Linked DNA regions of Mus musculus: region 1 is linked to region 2. The links are chromatin contacts, called in public HiChIP or PLAC-seq maps. All regions are on one chromosome and are shown on one strand. The core of a region is the stretch at or near the end of the contact, and the rest is flanking DNA. Distances in the headings are between cores, read along the strand shown. Region 1 holds the start of Tmem123 (transmembrane protein 123). Region 2 has its middle 34 kb from the start of Dcun1d5.

Region 1 (3,775 bases), core at 409-2,908, 550 kb before region 2:
TTCTTTTAGCACAGTTTGAAGGTATCTCTATAGAACTGAATTGGTTCTATTAGTTCATGAAATCATGGCATCAGAGCATTTCAGGTTTTCCAAATAGCACTAACCTCTCTAGTGAGACACTCACAATCAGAGCATAGTGAGAAAGTCCAACAGCAACAACAACAAAAATGTTTTGAGGGCAAAAGATAGAAAAGGGCACTCCACTTCAATCAGTAATTCGTGAGAGGAAAAAAATCTGTACACACAAGGCAAGCAGCTGGGTAGGATAAAGGCCTCCTCCCATAAGCAGTCTAATATTTGCTCTAAGACAGAGTCTCAACATTCTTTCCTTAACTGATCTCAGAAGTAGTCCTGCAATTCCAGTTTGTCACTGGTACAAGTCAAAAGAGCAAACATAAAACATAACCAATCGAAGTGAAGAAGCCCTGTAATCCCCGAAGTAGAGTTAGGCATATCAGAAGTTCAAGGTTATCTTCAGCCACATAGGGAGTTCAAAGCCAGTTAGGGCTTCATGGATACAAGAGATCCTGACTCTACAAAACACAGTGAAATTCAGCACAACAGAAATAGGGTTGTTTAATTCACCCAGATTATTCCAGCCAAAGCAGGTGTTGGGCCTAAATCATCTGCTTAAGTAAACTCACTGGTTATCCCTTCATAGATGAGACTGAAAAACACAACAGATGACTGAGCTGAAAATCACAAAGACTTTGGTCATTTAAAGTTTCTTATCCTAGTTTACTATTTCCCTAGCGACTGGACTCTAGTAGATGACAAGGGACAATAGAATTTTCACAAACTCAGAGTTCTTCTCAAAGTGTTCAAAACGTCAAGGTTTCGAAGAGAAACAAAATCCCCAACACAGAAGGCTGTCAACATCATCTTGTTATGACCTTAATGATGACGTCGTAGGCTCTGGACCACAGGGACCTCAAGGCTGCTGCGTATGCAGCAGTAGTGACTACAGTCCGAGCACAAGCCTCATCTGCGCAGGGGAACAAGGCGCGTACACCCAAGGTTCCCACTCAGCCGAACTGGCCCTGGAATCCAACTTGAATTCTGGGAGTACCTTCAGCAGGAAGCTGTGTGGGTAGACAATCAGACCTGTTTTTGCGGCAGTTAGCGAACAAATTTCAATCTACAGGTCTTGCTACCAGCCACAGAACTACAGTGAAGAGGACCAACTTGAGTCTTCGGCTGAAGGGCCATCCCAGGGAAACTCAGCAAGTTCTGCACACCACGCCGGCTTGCCGTCCCCAAGCAGGGGAGAGACGGAGTCTCGCTCCGCAGGTGGCCCGCGGGCGAAGAGGGAAATGAGGTTGGGGTGGGAGTCTACCGTGGACGCGTGGAACTTTCCACGCGGACGCCGAACATGGAGAGGCAGGCCGCCGCAGTGCGCTTCCTCTGCGCCTGCCAACTTACCCTGAGCGTCGGTCGGGTCCTGCGCCGCCCCTAGCAGCGCCAGCACCTGCAGCACGCCCAGCAGCAGCGCGGCCCGCGCGCACAGCGCCATTGTTCCCAGGGCCCCTGAGCGCCCGCAGCAACCGCCCGGCGCCCAGAGCTGCTCTCCGCGCACGCGACCGCTCCGCGTCCCCTTCCGCCCTTACCGCTCCCCTGCAGACGCCGCCGCCAGTCCCCCCAGTGACCAAATAGGGATAGGCCAGGCGGCCTGGGGCGGGGCCAGGGCGTGGTCGGCAAAGTCAGGAGGGGCGTGGCCCACAGGAGGCAGGGCGGGGAAGAGCTGCAGGGCCAAGAGAGGGAGTGGCTCTGAGAAAAGAGGAGAGCCGGGAGAGGGCGTGGCTTACAGAGGCGGGGCAAGGGGGACAGGCCTCAGACGGGAGGGGCGTGGCTCTCTGAACAGTACTGAGGAGCGGATAAGAGGCGGGGCTCTCGGAGGCGGATGAGGTCGTGGTTTTGGGAGTGGCGTGGTCCGGACTAAGTGCTACGACAGCTGTGGCTCTATCTCTGACTTTCAAGGGGTAGTCGTCTACCAGGACTTCCTGAAGACAGGCTTTATTTAGAAGTTTTCGGGTGGGATTGGCATGGTTGCGGCGCGGAGTAAGAGAGGGAGTCACAGACTGGATGATTGCAGCCTCTCAGAGGAGTGAAGGAAAGTCAGACTCAAAAAAGTTTCAAAGTAACCGTCATGATCTTGGTACTCCACTTGTGCCTCCTTTTTTCTACAACTGGAAAAACATGTAGAGTGGGCGGTGCAGTTTGCAGACCAGTTGGAAACTTAGCACCTATAACCTAGATCCCTGTCTTCTAGAGTTCGCTGTCCCGACTCAAAAACAGCCTGTTGTAGTCTAGTTTTTTGGCAAAATCCCTCGTAAGCCCTAGGGCCAATGCTGCATTTTGATTCCACTCAGAATTCTAAAATTATGTGTCTAGTACACATCACTCAACTAACGTGGAAGATGGACACAGCTTCCACAGGGTATTGCAGCTCTCTAACACCTGATCCAGGGCATTTCAAAGATAAGCCTAAAACTTTGTTATGAAAAATACTTTTCGACTTCCACAAAGCTTCTTTGTTATAGATGTGTGATGATCATGGATTAATTAGGCCCGTTTTCTCTACATTTACAAGACATATGAAACTGCAACCAGCCAACCTGAAAATACCAGCATCTACCACGGGCTTTAAAAAACAGCTGTGTGTTTAGGATTTGATGGTTCTATTTCTGAAGAATCTAGCCAAGTGCTTCCAGGCATGGACTAGGAAGGATCATTCTGTATTCAGAATGAATGCTTGCCCTGACTCCAGTTTTTGGAACCCAGTGCTCAGTGTGGTGATTTAAAGAGGCGGGGTATTGGAGAAGCGACTGAGCTAGAAGAACAGGGATCTCAACAGTGAAATAAGTGCCTCATGAAAGTGGCCTGAGACCAGGGGCCTTCAACAGACACCAGGTCAGTTGCTGGCATTACCTTTGACTTCCCAAGAAGAAATGTTTCAAGAATACTGATGTAATCTAACCTTACATGTTTACACAGTTCCCTAGCTGGTGTAGTAGCGAAAAACTGTAATTCCAGTACTTAGGAGACAGAGGCAGGAGGATTGCTGAAAATTCAAGGCTAATCTGAGCTATATAGCGAGTTCCAAGATGAGCTCATCCATAGTAAGACCCTGTCTCAACCAAACCGGTCAGGAATGGAGGCACAGTCCCTTAACTCTATCACTTGGGCGGCTGAAGGAGGATTGGAATTCGTGGTCATCTTTAGCTTTATAGCAAGTTTGAGGACAGCCTGAACTATATCAGACCCTAACTCAATAAACCAACCAGTCGATAAAACAAGCAAACATGTCCAAAATGAACAAAATAAAGCATGAAACTTCTCCTTGCTGGAATTTCTATGACTATTCGCAGTGTACAATTGTAGCCTCCCCCAGCCTGAAGCTGGCTGGTACAAACCTTGTCGCCACTGAGGTGGGGCCACCTGCGGTGCATCTTTCCGACTTGGCTTCTTTTGAAGTGACAACTGCCCTGCTCTTCTGCTACCTGCTGAGAGGCTGAACCTGTCTTCCTGAGAGATTCCTGAATAAGCAACAGCCTGGCGACAAAGTGCTGACTGAACGGCTCCAGGCACCAAGAGTGAACTGGCAGGGCCTTCCCCCTTATATGCACAGTCTCTTAGTAAACTCGCGGGCCTTGAACAGAAACGTGTCTTGGTCTCCATTAATTTCTCTCACAGTATAAGTCTCTTTCAGCCCCAGCCTGCCTCCCAGGTGTGCCCGGTTCATGTAGGCCCCGGGCCGGCTTACAACAGATTGGCG
Region 2 (3,864 bases), core at 686-3,185:
ATAGTTCTAAGCATTGGGAACAAGTATAGCAAAGATCTATAGGCCTGCTCTTGAGCTCGCAGTTTAGTAAGGTAGGACGGTATGTGATAGGCTATCCCAGTCTAGCATTGCCAGCACTCTATACAGGACTCATGGTGGATCAAGGTGGGCAGAAGGAATGGGTACTTTTATTTTCTAAAAACAACCAGACCTCAGAGTAGGGATGGAGACTTCAATGATTATGAGAGGCAGTAGATACATGGAGGATACTAGAGACAGAATGGTGTTGTGCCTTCTAGACACAAGGAATAATGCCATAAATCCATTCTTTATAAAGTTAGAGCCCAAGTCATGCCTCTAGATTAAGAACAATCAGATTTCCCCTCATTCAACTGATAGCAATCAACTTTTCTCCAATTACTTCCTAATATAGACAAATCAACGTAATTATCTCATGACCAAACTTAAGACAAATCATCGGTAAATAGGAAGATGACTCACTAAGTCAAGTGGCCTACCATCAAGGATGAAGCACTCACTCAAGGAAGCTTTCCTTCTGAAGAATTTTTTCTGCTGGGGTTATCTTGCAGTTTGCTTTTTTTCAACAAAGTAGCATCATTAGAAAAATGCCTGTATGAAAATGATGACTTACTCAGTTCTGATTTAACTTCAGAGTTCCAGGGATTTCCGAGTGATCCAGTTTCTTTCCTAGAGCTCACGGCTTTAATGACAGGGGTAGGAGCCGGCCTTAAGAGTGGCTCTGTTCATCAATTAGTATCATGCACTGATTGTTATTTAACAAATTATCAGAACCCACTGCACCCAAAGTAAAGCATTAGGCATTATGGGGGGCTTTAGAAAACAAGACAGGTTACCAGTGTGCATCCTCAAAACTCCAGTTCCCCCACCTCCAAAGTCTCATCTGCCGAGAAGTCACAGACGCTCATCTTGTAGCTTGTTGTTCACGTTATTCAACTATTAAGAACTGAGAACATACTGAGGGGGTGTCTTCAGTCATGAAATAATTCATTATTCATTAAGAAGACCTCAGACCCTGGTGACATGCATACTTTCATCTATTTGGTTCAGCCAACATTTCCAGCAAACTCTTGAGACAAGACACTATGTTAGAAACTTAAGACATGCTTTTCATTCTTAAGAATGTGTAAGAAACAGGTAGACATTTTGTGTAAGAGTTCATTAGTTCACTCATGTCACTAAGCAAACTTCTAAATTACTAGCCACGAGCATAAGCAGATTTTTCAAGAAATTTACAGCATTGGAAGGATGATAGTCATGTATATTCTCACAACAAATACATTATGAAGTGAATAACTCAATGAATACCTTATGAACTGAATACCTTAGCAGCTTTCTGAGCTTTGTCCTCTTGGGGATCATAAGCTTCAAAAGAGTTTAGAAAAAACATGGTGGCCCCCACCTATAAATCCAGCACTGAGGCTGAGGCGCGGGAGGCAGAGGCAGGACTGTTTTGAGTTTGAAGCCACTTTGGCCTAACATAGTATGTTCCAGGCATCCCAATTCTAGGAGACTGCCAAAAACAAAACAAAACTAAACAAATACAAAACCAGTTTAGGAACTATTCAAGTTTATCTTATATAATAAAGAATATAGCAACGTTTTAGCTTCAAACTATTGACAGTCAATCATTTTGTCTGTTCCATATCTGCTGGATACTTGTAGTACCTTCTCTTTTTGGCATAACTCTAGATAATGAATCTAAAACAAGGCTAACATACTCTATCGTTCTAGAAAGTTCCCAGTGAGACTTGAAGCACTTGTCATCATATGCAGATCAAAACAATGCCAGATACTTCCTGACTTTATGTAAGGACGTAATAGAAATTTCTAAATAGAAATCTAGAGTTTCTCCACTCTGTGAAGTACAAGTGGGCACAAAGTGGTGCTCAAAGCACAGCAACTAGAAAGGTAGTGGTCCTTTGAAAGTTAGGAAATAGTACAGGTGAGTGAAGAAGACACAGAGCTCCCTGGTCCAACCAGAACACTTAGTTATTTTAAGAAATTGTACTTCTGGTAAAATTTCTTTTGAAACAGTGTTATCTAATTTTAAAAAACAATTGATTTAAGAGAAGTAGTAAGACATTAAAATACTTTGTTTCATAAAATTCTTCCTGTGCAGTGTAAATGGACAGATTTTTAAAGATAACTATAGCAGTTAAGGCTTGTGTATTCATTCCAAACACAATCTAGACCAGTGGTTCTCAATCTTCCTAATGCTATTCTTTAACGCAGCTCCTCATATTGTGGTGAACCCCAACCATAAAATAATCTCATTGCTACATCCCAACTGTAATTTTGCTACTGTTATGAATAGTAATGTAAATATCTATTTTTCAAACCTCTAGATTTCCCCTGTGAGAGAATTGTTTGACCACAAAGGGGTTCCGACTCACAGGTTGAGAACTGCTGCTCTAGACTAAGAATCCCACTTACTTATATTTAACCACTTCTTAAGAACCACTGAACCATGTCAACTGTACTAACAGAGGAAATAATTGGTAAACATCATTGACATTAGGGGCCAAGTTTTTCTTACATTACCAAATGCATCTATAAGTGGACCAACTCTTTCAAATGATTTTATGTAACTGCTAGCATTTATTGAACACATATCCAGCAAGTTCAACTGATGCTTGATTCAGACTGGAGAATAGATAGTCTGCACGGTATTGCCTTGTCCTGATAAATAAGGATGTTACAAAGATCTTCATGTACAAAGAAATTCAAGAACTAGCATGAGGAAGAAAGAATGCCCAAAGGTGCAGAAAACCAGTCCTGAATGTGAGAAGACCTTCCTAGTGAAAATTGTGAGAAAGAAGAGGGTTCATTCACTGCAGATGTTATATTTCACCTTCAACTTCTCCAATAAAAGTCAGATTGGAAATCCGAGGACTGTAAAAAGGCTAGAATTTCCTTTCCACCGTTGACAATGCTTTTGGTTTTTATTTATTTTGTTTCCTACTAAACATTACAGTCTAATAGTCAATGTCTAATAACCTTTATCCATAGGTAAAGGTTGTTAGAGAAAATAAGAAAAGACAGAAGTATATATTCATATCTTCAGACACAATGATAGGAAAGCTTCCCTAGACGTGTGAAAACAGGTTTGTATAAGCTGTGATGCTTTGTATCTACATATTCAAACAGTGTGGATTAGCCTAAATGCCAAGCACTGTGATGGGTACTTGCCAGCACCAAAGACTAACGGGTCAGGATCTCTAAAACTGAAGAGAACAGATATTTAGTACACAGGTGCAAACTCTGGAGCGCTGGGAATGCTTGTACAACAGCTTATTTACATAGGTACTCACTTGGATATGGTTTTGCCTTGACTCCTATTACAAGATCAGCACAGTTAGGAGCTAAATCTGTTTTCTGAATAAATATTTTCATGTACAAGATTTTCTTTAATTAGCTCCATATTCTGTTCCATTTATATGTTTCTATGTTCAATCCATTATCATATCTGAACATAACTACAGTAAATGATACTTGTGTTTTCCTTGGATTTTATATGGAGATATATAATAACATCAACAACTAACTCCCTCTCCCTCAAAATCAGTCTTATTTTGTACTTTCAGAATAATAAGAAAAAACCCACAGTGGATGGAAAACTTGATTCTAAAGAGACTAAGACATTCATTTACTGAGGTTGAATGTTTAAGATTAAGCTAGCTTAATTAAATTCACTCAGTTCTTCACAATCCAGAAGCAGGCAAGGCTGCCCTCTAGTGCTAAAACTATCGAATTGAATCAGAAGGCATTTTCCAACTACCAGAAGTGAATTAGCATAGTATTCTTAAAACGTAAAACTGTATTGTTCAGAACAAAAAGTTTGAA

The links. HiChIP or PLAC-seq counts read pairs in DNA pulled down with a chosen protein or histone mark.
Region 1: an H3K4me3 HiChIP or PLAC-seq map of pro-B cells shows a contact between it and region 2, with 7 times the contacts expected there. The contact joins the promoter of Tmem123 here to the enhancer-like site in region 2. A contact is called at or near these places in 8 of 39 promoter capture datasets (the 3T3-L1 cell line, the C10 cell line, the HPC-7 cell line and 4 more), 7 of 115 datasets of contacts at active chromatin or transcription factors (astrocytes, bone marrow-derived dendritic cells, effector CD8 T cells and 4 more) and 1 of 9 other capture datasets (adipose tissue).

The regions. Positions count from the first base shown.
Region 1 is chr9:7,761,960-7,765,734 of GRCm38.p6, reverse strand. It overlaps Tmem123 (transmembrane protein 123), which reads right to left and starts at 1,658. Exons shown (of 5, transcript NM_133739.2): 1 at 1,423-1,658. The coding sequence starts at 1,513.
Region 2 is chr9:7,216,327-7,220,190 of GRCm38.p6, reverse strand. It overlaps a transcript of Dcun1d5 not described here. Among named protein-coding and RNA genes, the nearest start is that of Dcun1d5, 34 kb to the right of the region's middle. Within about 2 kb of position 1,935, at least 4 of the 459 cell types and tissues checked have an H3K27ac peak or open chromatin away from gene starts, as enhancers often do. A contact at or near this core is called in pro-B cells, where this site is marked.